Linked DNA regions of Mus musculus: all the other regions are linked to region 5. The links are chromatin contacts, called in public Hi-C and HiChIP or PLAC-seq maps. All regions are on one chromosome and are shown on one strand. The core of a region is the stretch at or near the end of the contact, and the rest is flanking DNA. Distances in the headings are between cores, read along the strand shown.

Region 1 (2,700 bases), core at 42-2,541, 240 kb before region 5:
CTCCCCTCCTGTTATAGCGCATGGCGGGTAACTGCCAATCCTCTCCCAAGCATCTTAGGAACAGAAGACAGCCCCTGCTCAGCTGTTTTGACAGTGTCTTCTCTCCTCTGCCATCACATGGAACTTGGTGGTTCCTCTGAAATACGGAGTGGAAAGAATGCTTTTTTTTTTGAGCATTTTCTCCTCAAAACCTCACACTCCCGTCCTGCCACTCTGCTTGAAGCCCCTCTGCTCCAAGTCCCTTGGAACACACACTGTGCTGAGTCACAGGTCTTTGTGCAGACTTCAGACACAAGAGCAGAGGAGATGGCTCAGTCTGCCCAGTGCCCTCTGTGGATCCCTAACGTCCACACACTTTGGATCTGGAGTGTGCAGGAGGCATGCCTGTAATCCCAGAGCTGGGAAGATGGAGACAGGGAAAGCAATAGAGGAAGACACTAGATGTTGGCTTCTAGTCATGCTCGCTCTCTCTCTTTCTCACTCAAGCACACACACCTTCACACCATTAAACATAGTTCCTCAATTGAAGCACTGGAAAGATACCAATAGTTACTATTGGTATGTACTCACACTAAGTCACAAGTGTGGTCTGGCCCAGAGGGACCACAACAGGCAGCCTGGGCTTCAGAGACATTAAACTTACGTAGCAACACGAACTGGGATGAACATATGTCTTTAATTAACAAGGTCCTAATTTTGAACTTTAGGGGTTTAAGGGGAGACAAAACCAAAGCCTTTAAATAAACAGCAGCATCACTTTAACACGGCCATCCCTGAACACTCCAGGGTGACATCCAGACCCTTCCGGCCATGGCTGTGTCCTGGAGTGAGCAGCTCTGACCACTGGGTTCCTGCAGGCGCTCACACACAAAGCAGGAGAGCAGAGCGCCTGCCTCCTCCCTTCCCATGAGCCCAAGAAGGATCTTGGTTTGCATAATGAATTATTCATCAGGAGTGTGAGGTGCTGATCATTTTGAAGTAAGAAAATCAAAACTAAACCATAACTAGTTTTTGAAAAGCATGTGCTTAGCACATATGCCGAATGAACATGTAAAGGAAAAAGCCAAATTAGAAATTTATATCTCTGTTTAAAAAAAAAAAAAAAGATTCTATGACATTTAAAGTAAAATCTGACAGGCTCCTGCCACCAGCCGGGGAGGCTGCCTGGCTTCTTAAGCCACTCTCTGAGCTGGGATCGTGCCAGGATTTGCTTGGCAAGGTGTGGGGGAGGGGTCTAGGGAGGGCGTGCCAGAGGGGCGGCACCATGCTATCCACAGAGCTTCATCTCTAAGTCAGGGGTTTCAGAGGTCAATTCCAGGTCGGAGGCTAATGTTCTGTGCCTGGCCCTTCTGGCCCCAGCCTCTGTTCATTCTCTCTCATACTGGCTCCCAGAGGCACGGCTAGACTCGAACAAACACACATACAGGCCTTCATGCTTCTGCTCCATTCAGCTTACTGTACTAGATGAGAGTCCGGGCACAGCTAGAGGTGGGGCTGAGCTGTGTGACCCTCCGGATGCTGGCTTACTCTACTGTGCCCCTGAAACACAGCTGGAGTCTTTCAGATATCTGACCACGTGTGACAGAGCTACACATCAGTGTGAGGCCCTAGCTGTACACATCTGGGCATCCTACTGGCCGAGTTTCACTGGCATATGGTCTGTATGGTAGCCGCCATGTTTTTACTGTAGACATGGATGTATGCCTTTCCCCTCACCTCCCACATGGTTTCCAAAATACTGCAGGGTGATGTCCATCAAAAGGGGCAACTAAATAGTAGGTCTTGTGACAAAAACATCAAGATCGAGATTTCCCTGAGGAAAGAGACCAAAGGTCAACAAAAGCAGAAAAAGGCAAATACAGTGGGCAGGATCGAGTGGTCTCATTGCTAAGCAACCTTACCTAAGGACATAGCTAGCGCACTGATGCTTCCCGAATGTCAGGAGAGAGCCAGCGCCTCCGTGTGAAGGGAAGTTTGGGCAAGCAGGCTCTCTGATTAGACAATCACAGCCCTGTTTTCTTTCTCTGAAAAGGAGTGACTGAAGAAAGAGGCTGAGGAAGGCTCTTGCCCAGCTCCTAACTTGCCTCTCTGTCTGCAAGTTTAATGAATGAGTCTCCACACTCTCCCCATCTCTCTCCCAATTCAGATCTCACGCCCCAAGCTTCCTCTGTCAGCCCGGAAAGCACGAGGTGACAGGGTTGGCTCAGATTGCATAGCTGCTCTATGTTTGATTAAAGTCTGTGATGATTATGTTGTAAACGTGACAGGATCTAGAGTCATCTAGTAGACAAACCTCTGACAGACCTTGCATGTGTGTGAGGGAGTTCTGAGACCGAGCTAAGTGAATGGGAAGACCCACTCTGACTGTGGGGTTGCACCCTGGGCAGATGGGAAAGGAAGAAGTGGGTTGACTATCAGCATTCATCGTTCTCTGTCCCTGATGGGGTCTAACGTCACCAGCTGCCTAATGATCCCACTGCTACAACTTTCCACGATGATGGATGGCACTGAGTCAACCATGTCTTCCTTAGCTTATTCTGCTATGTATTCTGCAGTAGCAAGGAGAAACGTAACCAATGCAAGGTCCTAATTTGTTGGGTGAGAGATAGGTGGCTGAAGGAGGAACAGCCATGCTTGGTAGAGTCTCCTGCTCTCCCTCCTCCTAGAATGTTGGGCCTTCATAGGAGCCAAACTCACACT
Region 2 (2,700 bases), core at 95-2,594, 180 kb before region 5:
AATTGGATATGCCTTCTGCAGCGGATCTCCCATCACACACACTCTGGCAGGTGCTGTGTGTGATCTAGAGACAGACAGCAGGACAGACTGACTTCCCTCTAACTGTGCTCAGTGTTGTTTGAAGACTTAATTCCTGGTGTGGGTGGTATTGATTTTATCCCCATTCTTCTACTGAGAATTCTGGACTACTTGATTATTTAAAATCTCACCTTTCTTGGGGCTGGGAGGAATGACAAATTAAAAACCAATCCAACCCTTTAGACTCTAGCACCATCAGACTGGCCGTTCCTTACTTCTGAATGCTTCCTTTTGCCTATCCAGTGGTCAAGGAGCAAGAAGGCGGTGCTTACAGACAGGGAGAATCAATTTTGTTGTTAAACTTACAAGTCCAGATTCTCCAAGTCCTGGAGCGACTCACCCTGCTCTTGCTGTAATTAGCATAGGATAAAAACAAAGAGCTCCAAGCAGAGCTAACAGTGGAGCATATTTAAGCAGTAACTTTGTATCCTATGACACACATTTAAGCAGTAACTTTGTATCTTATGGCACATTGTTACATAGTTAAGCAGTAACTTTGTATCCTATGGCACATACTTAAGCAGTAACTTTGTATCCCATGACATGAAAGCTCCTTGCTCATTACTTGCTTAGTGGAGAAAATGGAAGGAGTGAGTTCCTTACCCATCACTCTGATTCCTTCCCTTTAATTTACCACTGTAGTTTCATGGTGATCTCTTCCAAGAAGCCCTGAGCACATCCAGCTTTATCACGGGCTACCCAGGACTTGGAACTCCTATGCTCGCTCCTTTAGCTGGGCAACCCCAGCAGGTCAGGATCTTCCCAGGTGGACAAAGCAACTGGTATACAATTTGTTAGAAACCATTGCTTGTACCCTCCATCAGCAGAGAACTCTCTACCCCCTGAACCCTGCTTATTTCACCATTTTGTCCCACCGCATGGTATTCAGGAAGAAACTTCACATTATTCTCAAAACCTGAGAGTACATTCTCTCAAAAGAGATGTCAGATAGAAGAGGATTCTATTTGAAAATTATGTCACTCTTTTTTTCTTTTCAGAATAACCTTTTCTGCACAAAAAGGTACAAATCCTAGAACACAAATTATTTGAAGGCGGCAACTGTAATCTTCTGTCTGCATTCCTGGCACCCAGTAGGATCTGGCACACAGTGGGGGCTTACTAAGTACCAGCCCGACTTCTCAGGCAGGTAGCTACTCATACTATAACTACTGTCATCAGTATAGACATCCGATACACTACGGACAGGACTCCCCGCTTCCCTCACATTCTGTGTCTTGATTGGTGGGCTCACCAGTAAAGCTGCAAGCTCAGTGCTGTCTGTCTCCCATTTTTGTCTGAACAATCTTTCTGTTACTATGGTGATGCTTGGTACACAGATGCTCTGTAAATGAAAGTGGGAGGAGATCATGAGAAGGATGCAGTTCAGGAAGAAGAATCTGCCTGGAGGGCACCCTCCACAGTAATTACAAAGCTTGTGCATACCCCACTTTATAACAATTTCCCTTAAATAAAACATGACAGCATATAGAACAGATGCAATATGCTGAAACTGAGCTCCACCAAGGCCACCGAGACTGTATTAAGTCTGAGATTAAAAGTGAGTATTTTAAGACATTTGAAAAAAAATATGGGCAGGAGTGGGGGGGGGGAGGATTAGGCCCATAGATACAACACTTGCTCATTTAGCTCATAAGGTACCAGCAGCAGAATTCCACAATGAGGATGTGAGGCTACATTGAATAAAGGCTGGAGAGTAACCTGGATGGGATTTTTTAGTTACTCAGATGTGAGAGGTGAGGAGTGAAGAGGATTTTTTAGTTACTCAGATGTGAGAGGTGAGGAGTACCTAATAAGAAGAGGACATCTATTTGTAGAACTTGGCCTTTGATATGTAAAAACTCTAATGCCATGGATGATCAGGGTAGGATCTGAGGCAGGGCTGGAACATAACACAGACATGCCAGGATCCGAGCCGTAAAGTCAAGCTTTTCCAAGCTGGCTTCTGCACTGAGCTGCTCTAAGGTATCTACCTAGGCTGGTAGAGCATGTGGCTGCCTGGAGCAGGTGCTGTGACACCATGGGAAACCTGCTATGATACAGAAAAGGGTCTGGAAGGACACTTGAAGAAAGCTGCTGTGGTGTCTTGATTTGTGGCATCCATCCTCTATCAGCATTGATTGGAATTAACTCTTTCTTAAAATGACAATATGCAATGATTAGTTGATGCAGCCTGGATCGCGGGAAAGGGAAGACTAGAGTGCCTACACATGCCCAGAAGTCAGGAATAGTCTGCCACTCAATACTAGCAAGTCTCAGGAGTAGATGTGCAAAGAGAGGCGGTGTCTACCGTGTATTCTGGAACACAGTAGGAAAACGGTCTGGATTATTCCTGTGCAAGCCACACAGAAAGGGCTTATTAAAGGGCCACTGCATCTGTTAGAGACAGGACCAATGTCCATAGAGATCCAGAAACTAGTACAGATTTGATGAGTAAATGAACGAATGAAACAGTTTCCATAGTCAGAGAGAGAGAGAGAGAGATCCCATTTCTCCTTATGATTTCTCACTGCCCCTTTGTTCTGACTTCCCTAGGATCACAGACACTGTTAGAGCCAGCCACACTGAGCTCTCCAAAAGTTTACTAATCCCTTTCATTATAAA
Region 3 (2,966 bases), core at 167-2,666, 160 kb after region 5:
AACAGCAGCAGCAGCAGTTGAAAGCAAGTAATGTGTACCAATGTGGGCACAACTGAGAGATGAGCATTGAGTACAGGAAAAGCTTGTCCTCATGCCTAGGGACCCAAGAGCAGACTCCTAAAACTTCGAACTTCCTCCATCCCTACTCTTCTCCACCTTCTGGCTCCGAGAAGTGCAGACCCTCTGGGTGGACTGAAATGAAATTGTTTCTTTTTGTCCCTGTCCCCACTGAGCTGTAGAAGAGCTGTCCCTTTTCTGGGGTTACCCGAGTCACTGTACCATCATCTCTCACGTCTGTTCCGTCATTCCATCTTGTTATGGCCCCTCTCTTGTCTAAGGATAAGAACATGGATCTGCCGAGTTTTGAATTCAACCAGTGCTGTCGGGAACATTTGTCTTTTTAAAGTGTTCGTTGGGACTGTTTCATCCACGCAAGGCTGTGAAAAAGAGAAATAGAACATCATGATGTTCGTTTAAAAGAACTGTTTGACACACAGAAGACACTCTGGAACCAGTCCACCCAAGTTCAAAACTCAGACCAGTGTCTTACTTGCTGTGTGGCTTGTATTAGGTTACTTAATTTCTCTGAGTCCAAAGCCAATAACTAGAACATTCTCATCAAGGGAGGAAAGTAAAGAGCTATGTAAAAATCTTAGCTTAGTGCCTGGTACAATGTAAGAATATCATCACAGTTAGCCATTAGGACTGTTCAATTCCAGGAGAGTATTGACACATTTTAAAAGGTTCTCTGCAGAAAAATGTATCTGCAGCTGATCCAACGCCTGACTACTGCATTGTTCTTACCTACAGGGCTCTTCCCTGCTGAGTTAAAATGGCAGCCACAGGAACCAAGTTCGGCATAAGCAGCAACAATAAATCCTGGTTGGGCCTCTGCAGGGATGTGTGAACCCTCCATCTAGGAGGCAAGCCTGCCTCACAGGCAATTAAAATACAGTTGTGGAGATAAGAAAAGCCCACTAATTAACACGGAGGGACTGTGGTCATGAGCGGCTGAGCAGCACACCTGTGATCTTACACTTGCCTCATCCTTTCTGAGGTTCGATGCTCCTGGTGCTGCCTCCTGGGACCTGATTCCTGAGGTTCCAGAAGGGGGGAAAAAAAAAAACAAGCAAGAAGCCAGCCAGGCTTAGACACTCGCATTCCAATGCCAGCCTTCTTCACCAAAGGAGCTCACACCATCAGAAGTGACAGTCCCCAACAGCTCCTTGTATAGAAAGGCTGGCTGTGAAAAGGCGGTGTCAAAGCTATGGGAAACAGAAAAGTAGGGCTTTGCTGGGTCGTCACACGTTAAAAACTGCTCTTCTGGATTCTAGTTGTTAAGTGTGAGAGAGTGAGTCGGAAACGTGAGGGAAGGGGAGTGATGGGGCCCAGCTGACCACATCAAAGAAAAGATGGAATTCTGGGGGAAATAAAGTTATTCTCAGCAGGCTCTAGCCAGCCCCTGTGAAATCTCCTCCCCCAACCCCAGCACAATCAACGCATCGCTTCCCTTTACCCTAGCAAACTTCTCAAATTTATGAGTAGTCACAGCTTTCTACAGATCCCTGTCTCTGATGCATCTAATTGTATGTTACTCAATTGAGTGAATTAAGGGTAAGTTTCTAGGAAGTCTTCTGATAATCCAAGAAGGAAACCACCCCAAAGATGGAGAAATGATAGCTCAAGATTTGAAAGTACGGATACCAGGGGCCGCACTGCGCAGCTGTGGCTCAAGGCGGTACTGCGCAACTGCGGTTCCTCTCGGTCTGCCCACCCAAGAAGATGTGCCTGACTTTTGCTTTCTCGCCCGCTAAAAATAAACCTCGACTTCTCTCTAAGTCTATCTGCCCTCTGGTGTGAATTCTTCTCCTTCAGGAGCTAAGACTGACCCCTGCCTCACACACACACACACACACACACACACACACACACACACACTACCCCCTGCCCATTGGGATCAGAAGGAAGGAGGGAGGAGGCATCTCCTCATAGGAACATGATCATCCACATAAAAGCTCCAAATGAAATTGCAAGATGCACAATGGGACTGGAAGATGACTCGGTAGTAGTTAAAAGCACTGACTGCTCTTCCAGAGGGCCAGGATCTGGTTCCCGGCACCTACATGGTTACTCACAACCATCTGTGAGTCCGATCCCACGAGGCATACCACTTACAGGCAGCCACTCGTAGACAAAAATAAAAATGAGTTGTCAAATGTACACAGGACTCATCACTTTAGAATTCAGGCTTCCTGAAAAAGAAGGTAAAAGGTGTTTATGTTTGGGCTGCGAAGTAATTAGAATGCAGTGACATTTTCAGTATTAAAAATGAGTTGAGTTTGGATCCGTGATGAAAGGCTACACAGGGATGGGAGAGGCCACACTGGAAGAACATTCTGTAATAAGATGTACCATGTCTGTCTGATTCAACGTGGTAGCAAATAGGATTAATAAGATTGAGGTATTGCTTTTTTTACATTTTACTGAATTTTAGTTAATTTGCCTTTGAATTTAAATAGATACAGACAGCTGCCATCTTTGTAAAGTGTCAAATTATTGAAGAATGGGTTAAAGCCACCCAATGGGGGGCTTTGGGACATTTCAGAGTCAACATTTAATGCAAGGAATTTACTGATCCTTTAATCTTCTCAACACACCGAGAAATCTCAACCCGACATCTACGCATCTGATCGCCATCAGTCGCCTGAACTTTTTGATAGGCCTGGATTTCAGCTACAAGGAGGACTTGATGCTTATATAACTATCACAAGGGAATCACACATGACAGAGAACTCTCAGACTGGGGGAAGCTTGAAAGGTTATGCCTTATGTACACAATTCAGTCCTTGGGATGGACTGGGAGATGTCCAGGGCTATTACAAGGCCCAGGGGATGGCAATGGAGAGGGGCCAGGCGTGTTCAATGTCCAGCTCTGCGCAGGGCAGGCTCCTTCAGGTAGTATTCAA
Region 4 (2,946 bases), core at 334-2,833, 180 kb after region 5:
AGTAGGAATAAAAATGTCACAGAGCAGTTAGAAGCCTTACGTCATTCCCCAATGGTGCCTCTCTTGAATGACTGAGTTCTCTACCTCTTTCATATTGAGGCAACTGCAAATCACCCGACCATGCAAACGCATGCAAAAGAGAGTTCACGTGGATCGTGGAAGATACTAGCTACAGAAACAACAGAAAATAAACAGCACACTCTTGCTTACCACACCAGCCTCTGACTACAACACATAAACAGTCCCCTGATGCTCTCCTCAGAGGACACATTAAACAAAGAGCCTTAAGGAGAAAAGCATTTATTTGGCTGAGAGCAACATAAAAGTTGTATGATATGAATCATAGCCTCTAAACGTGTAGGCCACAATGACCAGGTGAGGGTCACAGAACTGAATGTTGCCAAATGGTTGACAAAATGACCGGAAATTAATTTAAAATCCAACAGCAACCAACCCAATGTGCCTCTCTCTGTACCACTCAGCCACCGTGTGTATTTGGATGTCTCTGCAGTTTGGGTTCCAAACACACAACAGACACTGCCCAGAGCACCTTGGCTCAGACACAGGCCTACTGCAGTGTTCCACATATGACATGGGAGCCACTCGGCCAGACACATAGCCAGTGTAGATAGAACACTTGAAATGTGGCTAACATGACTGAAGAACTAAATTTTTAATTTCATTTCATTTTAATTTAATTTAGTTTCATGTTGACGTAGCTTCACAGGACGGATGGCAACTGCACTGGACAGTACAACCTAAGAAAATTAGCAGATAGATTAACAGGTGACACTGATCTTGTGTTCAGAGACGCTTTGGCGTCTCTGTGGCTTCCCAAATGGACTTTGGAACATAAGACTTAGATCTCTGTGACTTTGATGCGGCTATTTGTTGGAGACACCTGCTATTCCCAGGGGAGAGATTTCAGTCATGCCTGCTGAGAAGTCCGCCACAGTAACGAAATGGGCTGTGACATGTGAACACATCCTCGTCTTGACCCGAGAGACTCCAGAGCATGGCCATTCCGCGCAGTTGCTACAGCCTTTTACCCATCTGCAATTCTGAACCACAGAAATAACAAGGTCTCCCAGAGGGACCCCTGAGAGGAAAATAAAATGGGTGTGACAACCTGGCCCCTTAGGCAAGAGCACATTGGTTACCCTAGCAGCTCTGTGCTACGTTGTCTGTCTCTCCGCTGTAAGGGCAGAGCACCACAGCCCCCTAGTCTCTGCCTTCACAGCCTCTCCTGAATGAAAAGCGGCCCTTGGTGGAAAACACTTCAGCAATCTATGCGTGAAAGTCCCTGCAAATGAGCAAAGGATTAAGCTGTAATTATGAGCAAGGCCACGGAATTAGCTAGAGAAGGAATTGGGTTCTGTCGAATTGACTAGTCATCCAGCCTGGAGCAGTTACTCACGGCAAATGAGTAATATCCTGAGGCGCCTTGGTGGAAAAGGATGCCATAGCCATTTAGCAATGTCTTCACAAGTTCACAGATAAGATCTGTGCTTGCAGCTTCTGTGGGGCGTGTACGCCTTCCCTATGGGCTGTGACGTAAGGAAGAACTCTTAGAGGAGCGGAACACTACGAATACATCAGCTACTGAACAGCCTACGGAAGCACTGTCAGGACGGTAGGGATAGATGGGTAATAGAGAGCAGTTGCAACTGGAAATACTGTGGATGGCAGCGTGGACAGGGTGAGTGAAAAAGAAGGAAGGAGAGCGAAGGCACTACCAAGGATAACGAACTCCTCCGCAACAGCACCCATGAGACAGATGGCTCAGCAGGTAAAGGCACTGCCTCCGTGTCTGATGACCTGAGTTCCATCCTAAGGAGCAAAAACCAACTCCTAAAAGTTGTCATCTAACCTGTGTGTGTGTGCGCGCACACGCGCGGCTCAGATGTGTGTGTGTGGTGTGTGCACACATGCTGCGCATGCGTGCACACACACAAATAAATGTAGTCTTTAAAATTAAAATAAAAGACAGCAAGGAAGAGTAAGGAAGGAGAGCGTGACACAGCCACAAAGAGGATCTAACAGTTACTCACCTTGTTGCTGTGACAAAAACCCGAGGAGAAGCAACTTAATGGAAGAAAGTTTTGTTTGGGCTCATGGCTCAAGGCCCCATTTTATGGAAGTGGGAGGGCATGGTGAACTTAAAGCAGCTGGTGACATCATACCCACAGTCAAGAGGCAGGGAGGGATAAATGCTGGTATTCAACTTTTTATGCAGTAAAGGACCCATGGGCCCACGGAATGGCACTACCCCAGTTGAGAGTAATCTTCTCCTCTCAGTTAAATTAATCTAGAAAAGCACCTCACTGACCCTCCCAGAGCTCTGACTCTAAGGCGAGCCCTGGAATTCGTTAATGCTGAAGCGAATTGTCTGGGTTGAGAATCCCCACCAGAGATGCACCTCTGGGCATGTCCGAGAGAGTGCGTCCCTAAAGATACCTAAGGACAGAAGACCCACTCTGAATGTAGGAGATATAAATATACCCTATGTTATATTTATTAAGAGGGCGGGGCAGACATATGTAGTCTAGCTGCCTGAGAAACAGCTGTGTGTATGGGAATGGCTTGCCCGAAACAGTGACAACCTCTTTAGAAAAGTAGATAAGGACTAGGGTTTAAATACGGACACACACATGAAAGGGGAAAGGCAGGAAAAAACATGGGTGCTTGATCACTGGGGAGCTATTACATGAAATGGCTGGTTGTATTGATAAGGCTAATGTATGCTTCCTACACACATACAGATTCTTGAAATCTGTGTGTGTGTGTGTGTGTGTGTGTGTGTGTGTGTGTATGAGAGAGAGAGAGAGAGAGAGAGAGAGAGAGAGAGAGAGAGAGAGAGATCGCATTTGTGTGTGCGCGTATTCTATAGGTGTATTTGTAAATGAGAGAAAGACCCAAACTGTTCCATGAAAACTGTCACTGAGT
Region 5 (2,937 bases), core at 207-2,706:
TGCTTGTTTTAGATGCCTAAGAAAAAAGCAACTTCACACGAGGGAAGAAGGGGCCTTACAGTAGGATCAGAATGTCCCCAGAGAGTCGGGCAGAGACTGAGTCACCTTAAGTTCTGAATGGGTGACACGGAAACTCTGGCAATTGGCTGAACCAGTTTTTACAAAGCCAGGTGCATCAGATTAGTTAACCCGCGGAAAACTCATGGGATCTTTCAAGTTTCACGTCTTTTAGACGCCTCGCATGTCATTGCTACTGTGTTTGGGGACACTCCCCAAGAACCTGCCTTTTAAGCACCATTTTAAACTCTTGGACACACCCTCCCTCTTCTAAAGGATTCTAGGGAGATTTCCTCCCCCCACACCCCATCTCTTTGGCAGTCAAATGGTCTTTAAATAAATAATAAAAAAAACCCATACACTTTAGCAAAGATTTACAAAGTGCATCTTAGACCCTACCTCCCCTCTCCCTCTGTTGCTTGCCCTCCTGACAGACTGAAACTAAGTACCCTCTTGAATAGACCTAGAAAGTCACAGAACCCACCCCCACCCCGCGTCTTCTATCTTCTTGAAGAAGCCTCTCAGTGCACTGTCTGGTCTGCAGTTCACTGCAGGCAAATTCCCTCACTATTTCCCAGTCACCAGTTACACTGTCTCTGGAAACCGGTTTTTGTGACCTGCTCTATCTAATTGTTTTAAAGGGAAAAATATTTAAGGTTTGTAACGCATCTCTGGATTCTCTCCGTAGGTTCCGAGCATTGTATTTCGGTGAAGTCTGGGGTGAGGGCAGGCTCGAGGTCCAGCGGACAGACAGGGTAGCCTTCCCCAGGGCACCCTTTTCCAGGCAGCACAGGCTCGGTTCCCCCACGATGCTCGCTCCCGCATCGAGGCAGAAGAATCATCAGCTGCGCTATGAATTCCGCTTCTCTCGCAGTCACCGGATTAGTTCGGGTCTCAAGGGCTCGAACCAAAGTGACACTACCCTCTCCCCGACCCTTTCGTTCTCCTATGCGACAGGTCCCACTGCATGGAAGCCACCTTCTGCCCAGACCCAGTCCAGCGCCCGTGGCGCCCTCGCAGCGCCTCAGGAGCCCTTCCCCTGGGGAGGGGACCGGTGGCAGCATCCCTCCGGGGCGGGAAACAAAGGCCGAGGCGAGGCGACCAGGTGGGCAAGCCTCTTCGGGCACAGCCGCGGTGACCGCGGGGAGGATGGCGAGATGTATCAGAGGGTGGGAAAAGGGAAACCAAGGCTCGGAGACTAGCGAATGCTTGGGCTGCATCCTCCCTAGTGCAGGGCTCCCGGGGCAGGCGAACCCAGAGCCATCCCCCGCCGCTCCCTGGGACCCGGCATCAGAGGGACCGCCCCACTCCGCTCACCTCGGGAGAAGCGCTCCGGCTCCCTCCGACGGCTCCGGAGAAAGCCCCGCCGCTCGCGCTCGCGCACGCGCACTCGCGCCTTCGCCCCTCCGGCCCCCGCGGGCGCCCCTCCGACCGGGCTCTGGCCCGCCCCGGCCCTGTCCGTCAGCGTCCGCGAGAACCAATCGTGTCGCGTGGACAGCCCAGCGCTGGTCACGTGGCCTCACAAGCCAATCACCAAATTGCCCTCGGCAAGCGCCTGGCTCCGATGTCCCCGGGGGTTCGGTTGCTACCTAGTAGAGCGGGTGCGAGGCGGGCACAAAGGGCTGAGTCCCTTATTTCCGCGGATGAGTGGCGTCCAGTTGGCCAATTCCTACATCTAGTTATTTCTTAGATCCTAGCTTAAATAAGAATCACCTGGGAGTCTAGTTAAAGTCTGGGGTGTAAGCTCGAGAATCTGCATTTCTTACAAGTCCCCAAGTAGTGATGAACCTTCTCTTGGTCCAAGGCCATGCTTTAAGGAGCACTGTCAAAAAATGATGTGGCTAGCCCCTGCCCCGTTTATTTGTAAGTTTCACGACCTTTCTTGCCCTTCAGTGTTGAAGAGCATTCAGACGTGTGGTGAAGTGATGAGACCTAGAGTTTGAACAGCAGCTGAGGAAAGGGTATGGAGTATACCTGGGCCAACTTTATGTGTATGTGGAACAGACTGAGTAGAGACAAATGAGAACACTCCGTGCTAAAGTGCTCACACGTGTGGCTCAGTATCACTATGCGAGACTTGACCAGATACGAGAGAAACCATCCAAGTGGTTCCAGCCTTGTAGAATCTCAACAGCCTGTAATAAGACTTTACGTTTGAATTTTAAAACAATGTTTTAAAATAGCAGTCCTTAGCCTATCTGTCGCGACCCCGTTAAGGACCATGGCTACATATATTTTTATGTTATAACTCATATCAGTAGCAAAATTACAGTTATAAAGTAGGAAAACAATTTTATGGTGGGGGGGGGGGTCACCACAATATGAGGAACCATGTTAAAGGGTCGCAGCATGAGGAAGGTTGAGAACCACTGTTCTAAAAGGATGGAGATGTAAGTAACTAACGCTTTGGACAATTTAGGTATAAAATGCAGAGCTTGAAACGTAGTTTCCCTTGAGGGTTTTTAAAGTTATCTAAATAATCCTTTGTTGCTAAGTCAGATAACCAATGCCTCTGCATCCTCAAACTTGAGATGGACATTTTTTAGACTAGACAACTAACAGGTTTGCTGTCCAGTATTGCCAAGTTTATTATTCAACAATGTTTCAGGATAGTTCAAGAGCACATACACACACATACACACACACAGAGACACACACACATACATACACACACTGTCTCCCTATGTAGTTGAGGCTGGCCTGGAATTTATGACCCTCTCTCAGTGTTCCAAGTGCTGGGATGCTGGGCATGCTGTACCATGCCCAACTCTCAAGAGCCTTCAATATTAAGCTTTCTAAATCCTCCTTCTACCAGCATTCCTGGCCAAAAGATAGGAACACGTGCCAAGTCATTTTATTTTACTCTTCATGGAGGTGATC
Region 6 (2,798 bases), core at 264-2,763, 160 kb before region 5:
GGTACAAGCTTTTAAAATCTCCCTGAATTTTAATTCATCTAAAAATTGGAACTGATAACTAATTTGGTTATAGGAAATTACAGCTAAAATCCTACTTTTCCAACTAGTAGTTTTGCATCATATATGGGCGTGTGCATATGAACATGTATATGGGTGTGTTTTGTGTGTGCATGCAAGTGTGTGGGAGTATGTGTGTGTGTGTACTTGTGAGTGGGCTCATGGAGGCCAGGGGTTAATGCTGAGCATCTTCTATCACTCTCTACCTTGTTTTTGGAGGCAGGGTTTTCTCACTGAACTTGGAGCTCACTGATTATCTAGATTGGCCAGGTAGTAAGCCCAGAGGATCTTCCTGTCTTTACATTGCCAACTCTGGGATTATAATATGGGTCGCCATGCCTGGCTTTTATTCCCTATGGATGCTGGGAGAGTTTCATGTCCTTGAGCTTGAGTGGCAAAGCATTTTACTATCTGAGCTATCTCCTCAGCAGCGCCCCCTGGCAACTACCACTTTTATGACATCTAAATGCCAAATACTTCTGACAAAGATTTAGTATTTAAATTGATGTATGCTGTAAATGTAAACTGTCCATGAAATTCCAAAGGACTGCTATTTGCGTATGTGTGTGTGTGTGTGTGTGTGTGTGTGTGTGTGCATGAGTGTAGCAATATTACTAGCCATTTTTTAGTACTGATCCCATACAGAAATAATATTTTGGATACTCTGGTGTAGAGAATGGATGAAGTCCAGGGTGAATGTGCATTGTTGGCTGTAAACACGACATTGTTGAGGAGCCCAACATCTCAACCTTGTAGGTGTGGCAAAGCCTTTCCCAGGGGAAGCTCAGAGGGACTACGATGGCTTACTGTGGTTCTAGAGCTGACAGTATGTGCACAAAATGTCCACAATACCTTTCTCACTTTTTCCTCCTAGATGTTTAAGGCCCGAAGACTCCTCCCCTATAAAGAGTGTCTCTACCAAGATTAGCTAAACCTTCTTCAGCCGTATATAATAACCCCATCCTCTTAGTTATCTGTATGCAACCCAGCTCCCTTCAGCTGTAAACAATAACTCTACTTCCCATTCACCTACATGTAACAAACACACTGAGCTTCCTGGGTGCTATGGCTTCTCCATCAGACCCGATCCCTTTTTGTGTGTCTGTCCATATGTCCACCTACTCTTCTTTTCCTTGTTGCTGTAGTTCTGGGACCCACATGGGGACATAGCACATCATAGTAAACAGAATGTGCTATCTGAATTGGCTCTACTCATTTCTTTTCATTTATTTATGTTTTCAAATTTAGCTACTGGAAAAAAATTTAAATGAGCCATGTGGCTCATGTTGAATGTCTGTGAATACATGTGATATGATCATGACTGTGGGTCTCTCTGACCATCCAATAGCCTGCTCACTGCTCCTCTGTCTAGTTCATCTCACTACTAATGCCACTGTCCCAGGAGAGGGGTAGAGGGGACACTCAAGTACCAGGCATTCTTGTAGGCTGAAAATAGCATGTGCTAACTTTTAGCTGACAGTCCAGAGGGACATGTGAGTGATAAGCAGATGCAGTCAAGAGAGGCATCAGATAACTGCGTGTCATAGAGAACTTGAGGGAAATGTGACAGAGAGACTAGATGGTAGCATGGTGGATTGTGGGGCTAGAGTCTCAACAGCGGGGGACAGAAATGCCAGGCTGGATGAATGACTGGCTCCAAAAGCGCCACGCAGAGCACAGGATAAAGTGCTAGTTAAAGGAAAGAAAGCCAGTATGACTGAGCACCAGCCAGGTGTGGGACGACAGAACTCCCAGCATGCACTTTGCCACCGAGGCACTTAAACTTCCTCCCTCACATCAGTCAGGCTGGGGACATAGCCACTCTTATCAGGATGGACACGGTATCTTTAATTGCTAAATGGAGTAGCCTTTACTAGAGGGTCTTCCTTTCGGCTGTGAGCGCATATGAGTTCCATCTAAGCTACAGAATAAAGCTCCTTCCAGAAGATGAAAGAAAAGGGCCCCACGCTGGCCACTAATGTCTGTTGAGATTTAACAACATCATCTCCTAACACTCTCCTTTCTTCTGTCCTTTGCTTTTGCAGAAGCAAATGACCTGACAGCCATCCGACTCAGTGTCACGGAGCTTCGCAGCTATCTTCTCCTCATTGAATACATAAGCATGTGTGCCCATCACTCCTTCCTCATGAGAACATCTGTATGGCTATTTATTTCCTTCTTCCTTTATAGGTAACCATGACTTGCCTTAGAAATCTATAAACGACTTTCTAGTTTTCATAGCTCATGATTTAAAATTTTATCACATTTATTGTGTGTGTGTGCGTGTGCGTGTGTGTGTGCACGTGTGTGCGTGTGTGTGTGTGTGTGTGCGCGTGTGTGTGTGTGTGCGTGTGTGTGTGTGTGCCTGTGTGCGTGTGCGTGTGCGTGTGTGTGTGCCTGTGTGCGTGTGCGTGTGCGTGTGTGTGTGTGCGTGTGTGTGCGTGTGTAAGCCTGTTATACACACGGAGGTTAGAGGACTTCTGAGAGTGTGTTCTCTCCTACCATACATGTCCCAGGAACAGAACTCAGGTCGTCAAGCTTGGCAGCAAACACCTTTACCATCTCACTGGCTCTAGAACCTTATAAAGTTTCGGTTGACTGGGGAGAAATTTGGATTCTAAGATTGGTGATGATTCCAAATACCTGCCTGCCACATGCAAGGCCTTTGGTTCAACCCCCAGCCCTACAAATAATAATAAAGAAAATCATGACTAATAGATAAGTGTATAGCTCCGAGGAAG
Region 7 (2,912 bases), core at 136-2,635, 140 kb after region 5:
AAGGAGAGGTACCAGCTCTCTTGCTAAACTCCAGTAGGTAGCTTCGCCATCCTACACATCCCTACTGTAAACACTCCTCTTTTAACCTGGATCTGCTGCCTGAGTCAAGATATGCATTGTGTACCAGGGAGAAGGTGTAAGAGCTGGGCTCATGGGTCAATGGTAGACTTCTTGCCTGGCATGCAGAAGATCATGGGTTCAATCCCTAGCACCATAAGAAGAAAGGAGAGACTAGAAGAGAGGAGGAGGAGGGATAGGAGGGATGGGGAAAGAAAGACTGTGATTAGGTGTGTTCCTGTATCTCTATTACCTAGCAGAACTGTGGACCCACACTAGTTACTTTAAAAGTTCATGTCATTTAATATTTTCTCTGGCTCCAGAAATAGCATTGATCTAAAGCAGCACACAGAGATCTAAATCTGTTTGAAGGCAAACAGGTAGGCAGAGACGGAAGCCCCGCATCTTAGGCACATGCTAGGGCTTTGGGCTGCAGCTGTATGTGGCTGACACTGAGGGGAAGCAGCCAGGGGCCGATGCTGACACACCGCCTTTGAAACTGAGCTGTTTTGACAGGCATCTCTTTCTAAGCAAGAACCATATATGGCAGATGCTGCATTAAAGTAATTATTTTCTACAAATGTAATCGATTTCTCTATCTGCCTTCTTTCCAGCAAATAATTCTATACAAAGCAAAGCAGAATGCCTTGGCTTGGCAAGATGACTTTTTCTTGGATGGCAGAAGAGACGCTCTAGAGATCTTGCCAGGATAGTATACAATGTTGGTCTGATTTCAGCGGCTCCCACCTCCACCAGCATCTCCCTTCTCTTGCAAATCCTCCCCTGTTCTAGGCTTTGTCCCTTCCATCTGTGAAATGAAGATGAATTAGATTATCTCTAGGATATCATCTTAGCCCTTAAGCTCTAATGTTTCAGAATTCTTCATTCTGGTTTATATCTGAGCTCTTGAAAAGTCAATGGGTGGTGATAAAAAATTGGCAAAATAAATTAATTTGGGGATTATTCTTCATACAAAACTAATCCTTTTTTGCTTTATAGGATTTGCTTGTATATCAGCCCCCCTGGCTTCCTTGAAATAGATTTGATTACAGTATTTAACTTGCAAAGTTGACCCGTGGAACACAAAGCAGCACTGAGTATCACAATGAGTCACATGACTGGTGGTACCCAATACAAAAGAAAAATGCCAAGCCTGGTTTGACAATTAGCAAGAGATTCAGGTAGTGACAATAGGAGAATCAACCAAGATAGAGCCTGTGAGAGAGACGGGCCCTGAGGCACTGCCAGCCCCGTTCCTCTGGGCTGGTCTCCATAACCTGGGTTAGGCAACTGAAGTGTCTGTTGGAGGTGAATATGTATGCTCACTTCCCCCAAACACTGTGCTCAAAGTGAACCTAGCAGTTGGGACTAGAGATGCACAGACGCCAAAGCTGGGCCACAGTCTAAGTTCCTATATGGAAAGCCCTGCCTGAAATTGACCTTGGGGGCATGTGTGGCTGGAATCAGTGGAATGGTGATGGGTCGTTTCCCTGGACTCCCTGGCCACACAGTCTCCCTCAAAACATGGGCCCTTGGTTTTGATAGTGGAAGTCTATGACTCTTGGCTTACTTTCTGACCCCAAGCCTCATCTCTCTGGCCATGTAATTACTTTTTTAAATACACAGACGAGTACTCATGTCACATGCGTCCAGCTCATTGTATTCTTACAAGCAGCTCACTGGTGCAAACATCTGGAATCAAAACCCAGAAGAACAAAATCTCAAAAGCCCACAGCTTTTGACCTCCAGACCACAGCTCCAGTGAGGGTGACCACTAGACTTTTCGTGGTATATATCAAACTCACTCATCTTTGAGCTTTAAAGAAATTGGGCTGTGCGATTCATGTGCATCTGACTTCTCTGACACTGTGTTAGGTTTTAAAATTCAGTCACAGGTTGATTTCAGTCTTGTCCTCAGTGTTTGTTAGTTACCATAGCACAGCTGAGTGGCCTGGCTACAGATGATGGACATACTCGGTTTTCCCTTGAGACTGGCCATGTAATTTTGTAACTTACTAACATTTCTACCATTTCTGACCCTCAGTTTACTCTCTTGGATTTTATGAAAAAAAAAAAAAGCTGGAAGTGCCCTCATTGGGGTGCTCACAAACCTTGGATACTCTTTCTTTATAACCATAGTAAACACGAAGAGAGAATAATGTTTTCATTCCTCTTTGAACTCAGCTTCTGGGTGACATGTCAGTCACAGCTGAGACTTCCTAGGCTATAGAAAAAGCCCATGAGTCATTATGACTAAGCCCAAATAACAACGAGACAAATGGCTTCTGGGTTTATAAGGAGAAAACGCTTCCTCCCAAAGCTCACAATCTCTGTGTTAAGCCTAGAGCTTATATCATGGTTGCTCTGGGCAACTGTATTGATCCATCCCCTTCCCAGGAAGGGTGCTGCTGTTAGGAGACTCTGTTCTGGCCATGATGATAGGAGGCATTCTCTCAGGCAATAAAAAAGTACATCTACTTAATGGGTCACTGATAACTTTTTATCTAGAACTGTCAATATTATCATATAAGAATGTGATTCACCAAGTTACTGCCTGGGAGCCTAGGAGAATTGCCAAGGCCACTAACTGACTCCAAGCAAGAACGAACTGAGCCTCAAGACTGAATCACAACCTTTCATTTTGAGTTTTATCAGGTTTTTACTCCGGCTCCCAAATGTTCCTCTGTGCTTCGGCTAGAAGGGGGGAAATGTCTCCCTCTTTTTCTCCCGTATACAATCCAAGATTCATCTCAAATACCCATGTTTTTCTGAGAACCTTTGAAATACTTACGACTGTTATGGCCTCCCCTCTAAACACATTCTCTACTGCGCAGATTATTTGAGGCACGCTAATC

Evidence for each region. A called contact is a pair of places that touch in the nucleus more often than the background predicts. HiChIP or PLAC-seq counts read pairs in DNA pulled down with a chosen protein or histone mark.
Region 1: a contact with region 5 is called in an H3K4me3 HiChIP or PLAC-seq map of stem cell-derived neural progenitor cells, with 4 times the contacts expected there. The contact joins the enhancer-like site here to the promoter of Tmem108 in region 5. A contact is called at or near these places in 6 of 39 promoter capture datasets (cranial neural crest, frontonasal cranial neural crest, liver and 3 more), 1 of 484 Hi-C or Micro-C datasets (olfactory sensory neurons), 11 of 115 datasets of contacts at active chromatin or transcription factors (craniofacial prominence, embryonic basal ganglia, embryonic forebrain and 5 more) and 3 of 9 other capture datasets (adipose tissue, liver and pancreatic islet).
Region 2: an H3K4me3 HiChIP or PLAC-seq map of embryonic basal ganglia shows a contact between it and region 5, with 2.9 times the contacts expected there. The contact joins the enhancer-like site here to the promoter of Tmem108 in region 5. A contact is called at or near these places in 7 of 39 promoter capture datasets (the C10 cell line, cranial neural crest, hippocampal neurons and 3 more), 4 of 484 Hi-C or Micro-C datasets (the HL-1 cell line, the N1E-115 cell line and embryonic stem cells), 11 of 115 datasets of contacts at active chromatin or transcription factors (craniofacial prominence, embryonic basal ganglia, embryonic forebrain and 6 more) and 4 of 9 other capture datasets (adipose tissue, embryonic stem cells, liver and 1 more).
Region 3: a contact with region 5 is called in a Hi-C map of uterus, with 3 times the contacts expected there. The contact joins the enhancer-like site here to the promoter of Tmem108 in region 5. A contact is called at or near these places in 3 of 39 promoter capture datasets (hippocampal neurons and liver), 6 of 484 Hi-C or Micro-C datasets (the N1E-115 cell line, cerebral cortex, cortical neurons and 3 more) and 1 of 115 datasets of contacts at active chromatin or transcription factors (astrocytes).
Region 4: a contact with region 5 is called in a Hi-C map of the N1E-115 cell line, with 5 times the contacts expected there. The contact joins the enhancer-like site here to the promoter of Tmem108 in region 5. A contact is called at or near these places in 2 of 39 promoter capture datasets (both in hippocampal neurons), 4 of 484 Hi-C or Micro-C datasets (the N1E-115 cell line, cerebral cortex, cortical neurons and 1 more) and 2 of 115 datasets of contacts at active chromatin or transcription factors (astrocytes and forebrain).
Region 6: a contact with region 5 is called in an H3K27ac HiChIP or PLAC-seq map of heart atrium, with 5 read pairs. The contact joins the enhancer-like site here to the promoter of Tmem108 in region 5. A contact is called at or near these places in 10 of 39 promoter capture datasets (the 3T3-L1 cell line, the C10 cell line, cranial neural crest and 5 more), 3 of 484 Hi-C or Micro-C datasets (the CH12 cell line, the HPC-5 cell line and cerebellar granule neurons), 10 of 115 datasets of contacts at active chromatin or transcription factors (craniofacial prominence, embryonic basal ganglia, embryonic forebrain and 5 more) and 3 of 9 other capture datasets (adipose tissue, liver and pancreatic islet).
Region 7: a Hi-C map of the N1E-115 cell line shows a contact between it and region 5, with 5 times the contacts expected there. The contact joins the enhancer-like site here to the promoter of Tmem108 in region 5. A contact is called at or near these places in 2 of 39 promoter capture datasets (hippocampal neurons and stem cell-derived epiblast-like cells), 5 of 484 Hi-C or Micro-C datasets (the N1E-115 cell line, cerebral cortex, embryonic stem cells and 2 more), 1 of 115 datasets of contacts at active chromatin or transcription factors (pro-B cells) and 2 of 9 other capture datasets (adipose tissue and liver).

Annotation. Positions count from the first base shown.
Region 1 is chr9:103,523,925-103,526,624 of GRCm38.p6, forward strand. The region is part of intron 3 of Tmem108 (transmembrane protein 108); the gene reads right to left. The region is part of intron 1 of Gm32743 (a long non-coding RNA gene); the gene reads left to right. Among named protein-coding and RNA genes, the nearest start is that of Gm32743, 3.4 kb to the left of the region's middle. Within about 2 kb of position 1,292, at least 27 of the 459 cell types and tissues checked have an H3K27ac peak or open chromatin away from gene starts, as enhancers often do. A contact at or near this core is called in embryonic stem cells and stem cell-derived neural progenitor cells, where this site is marked.
Region 2 is chr9:103,583,692-103,586,391 of GRCm38.p6, forward strand. The region is part of intron 3 of Tmem108 (transmembrane protein 108); the gene reads right to left. The region is part of intron 1 of Gm32682 (a long non-coding RNA gene); the gene reads left to right. Among named protein-coding and RNA genes, the nearest start is that of Gm32682, 12 kb to the left of the region's middle. Within about 2 kb of position 1,345, at least 18 of the 459 cell types and tissues checked have an H3K27ac peak or open chromatin away from gene starts, as enhancers often do. A contact at or near this core is called in embryonic basal ganglia, where this site is marked.
Region 3 is chr9:103,919,440-103,922,405 of GRCm38.p6, forward strand. It overlaps Gm29154 (predicted gene 29154), which reads right to left. Exons shown (of 7, transcript NR_168125.1): 7 at 1-437. Among named protein-coding and RNA genes, the nearest start is that of Gm32797, 24 kb to the right of the region's middle. Within about 2 kb of position 1,417, at least 2 of the 459 cell types and tissues checked have an H3K27ac peak or open chromatin away from gene starts, as enhancers often do. A contact at or near this core is called in uterus, where this site is marked.
Region 4 is chr9:103,940,153-103,943,098 of GRCm38.p6, forward strand. All of the region lies in intron 3 of Gm29154 (predicted gene 29154), which reads right to left. Among named protein-coding and RNA genes, the nearest start is that of Gm32797, 3.3 kb to the right of the region's middle. Within about 2 kb of position 1,584, at least 11 of the 459 cell types and tissues checked have an H3K27ac peak or open chromatin away from gene starts, as enhancers often do. A contact at or near this core is called in the N1E-115 cell line and trophoblast stem cells, where this site is marked.
Region 5 is chr9:103,760,381-103,763,317 of GRCm38.p6, forward strand. It overlaps Tmem108 (transmembrane protein 108), which reads right to left and starts at 1,457. Exons shown (of 6, transcript NM_178638.4): 1 at 1,375-1,457.
Region 6 is chr9:103,600,543-103,603,340 of GRCm38.p6, forward strand. All of the region lies in intron 3 of Tmem108 (transmembrane protein 108), which reads right to left. Gm32682 (a long non-coding RNA gene) reads left to right here. Exons shown (of 2, transcript XR_379792.2): 2 at 2,103-2,305. Among named protein-coding and RNA genes, the nearest start is that of Gm32682, 29 kb to the left of the region's middle. Within about 2 kb of position 1,514, at least 4 of the 459 cell types and tissues checked have an H3K27ac peak or open chromatin away from gene starts, as enhancers often do. A contact at or near this core is called in heart atrium, where this site is marked.
Region 7 is chr9:103,897,061-103,899,972 of GRCm38.p6, forward strand. No RefSeq gene overlaps it. Among named protein-coding and RNA genes, the nearest start is that of Gm32797, 46 kb to the right of the region's middle. Within about 2 kb of position 1,386, at least 16 of the 459 cell types and tissues checked have an H3K27ac peak or open chromatin away from gene starts, as enhancers often do. A contact at or near this core is called in the N1E-115 cell line, where this site is marked.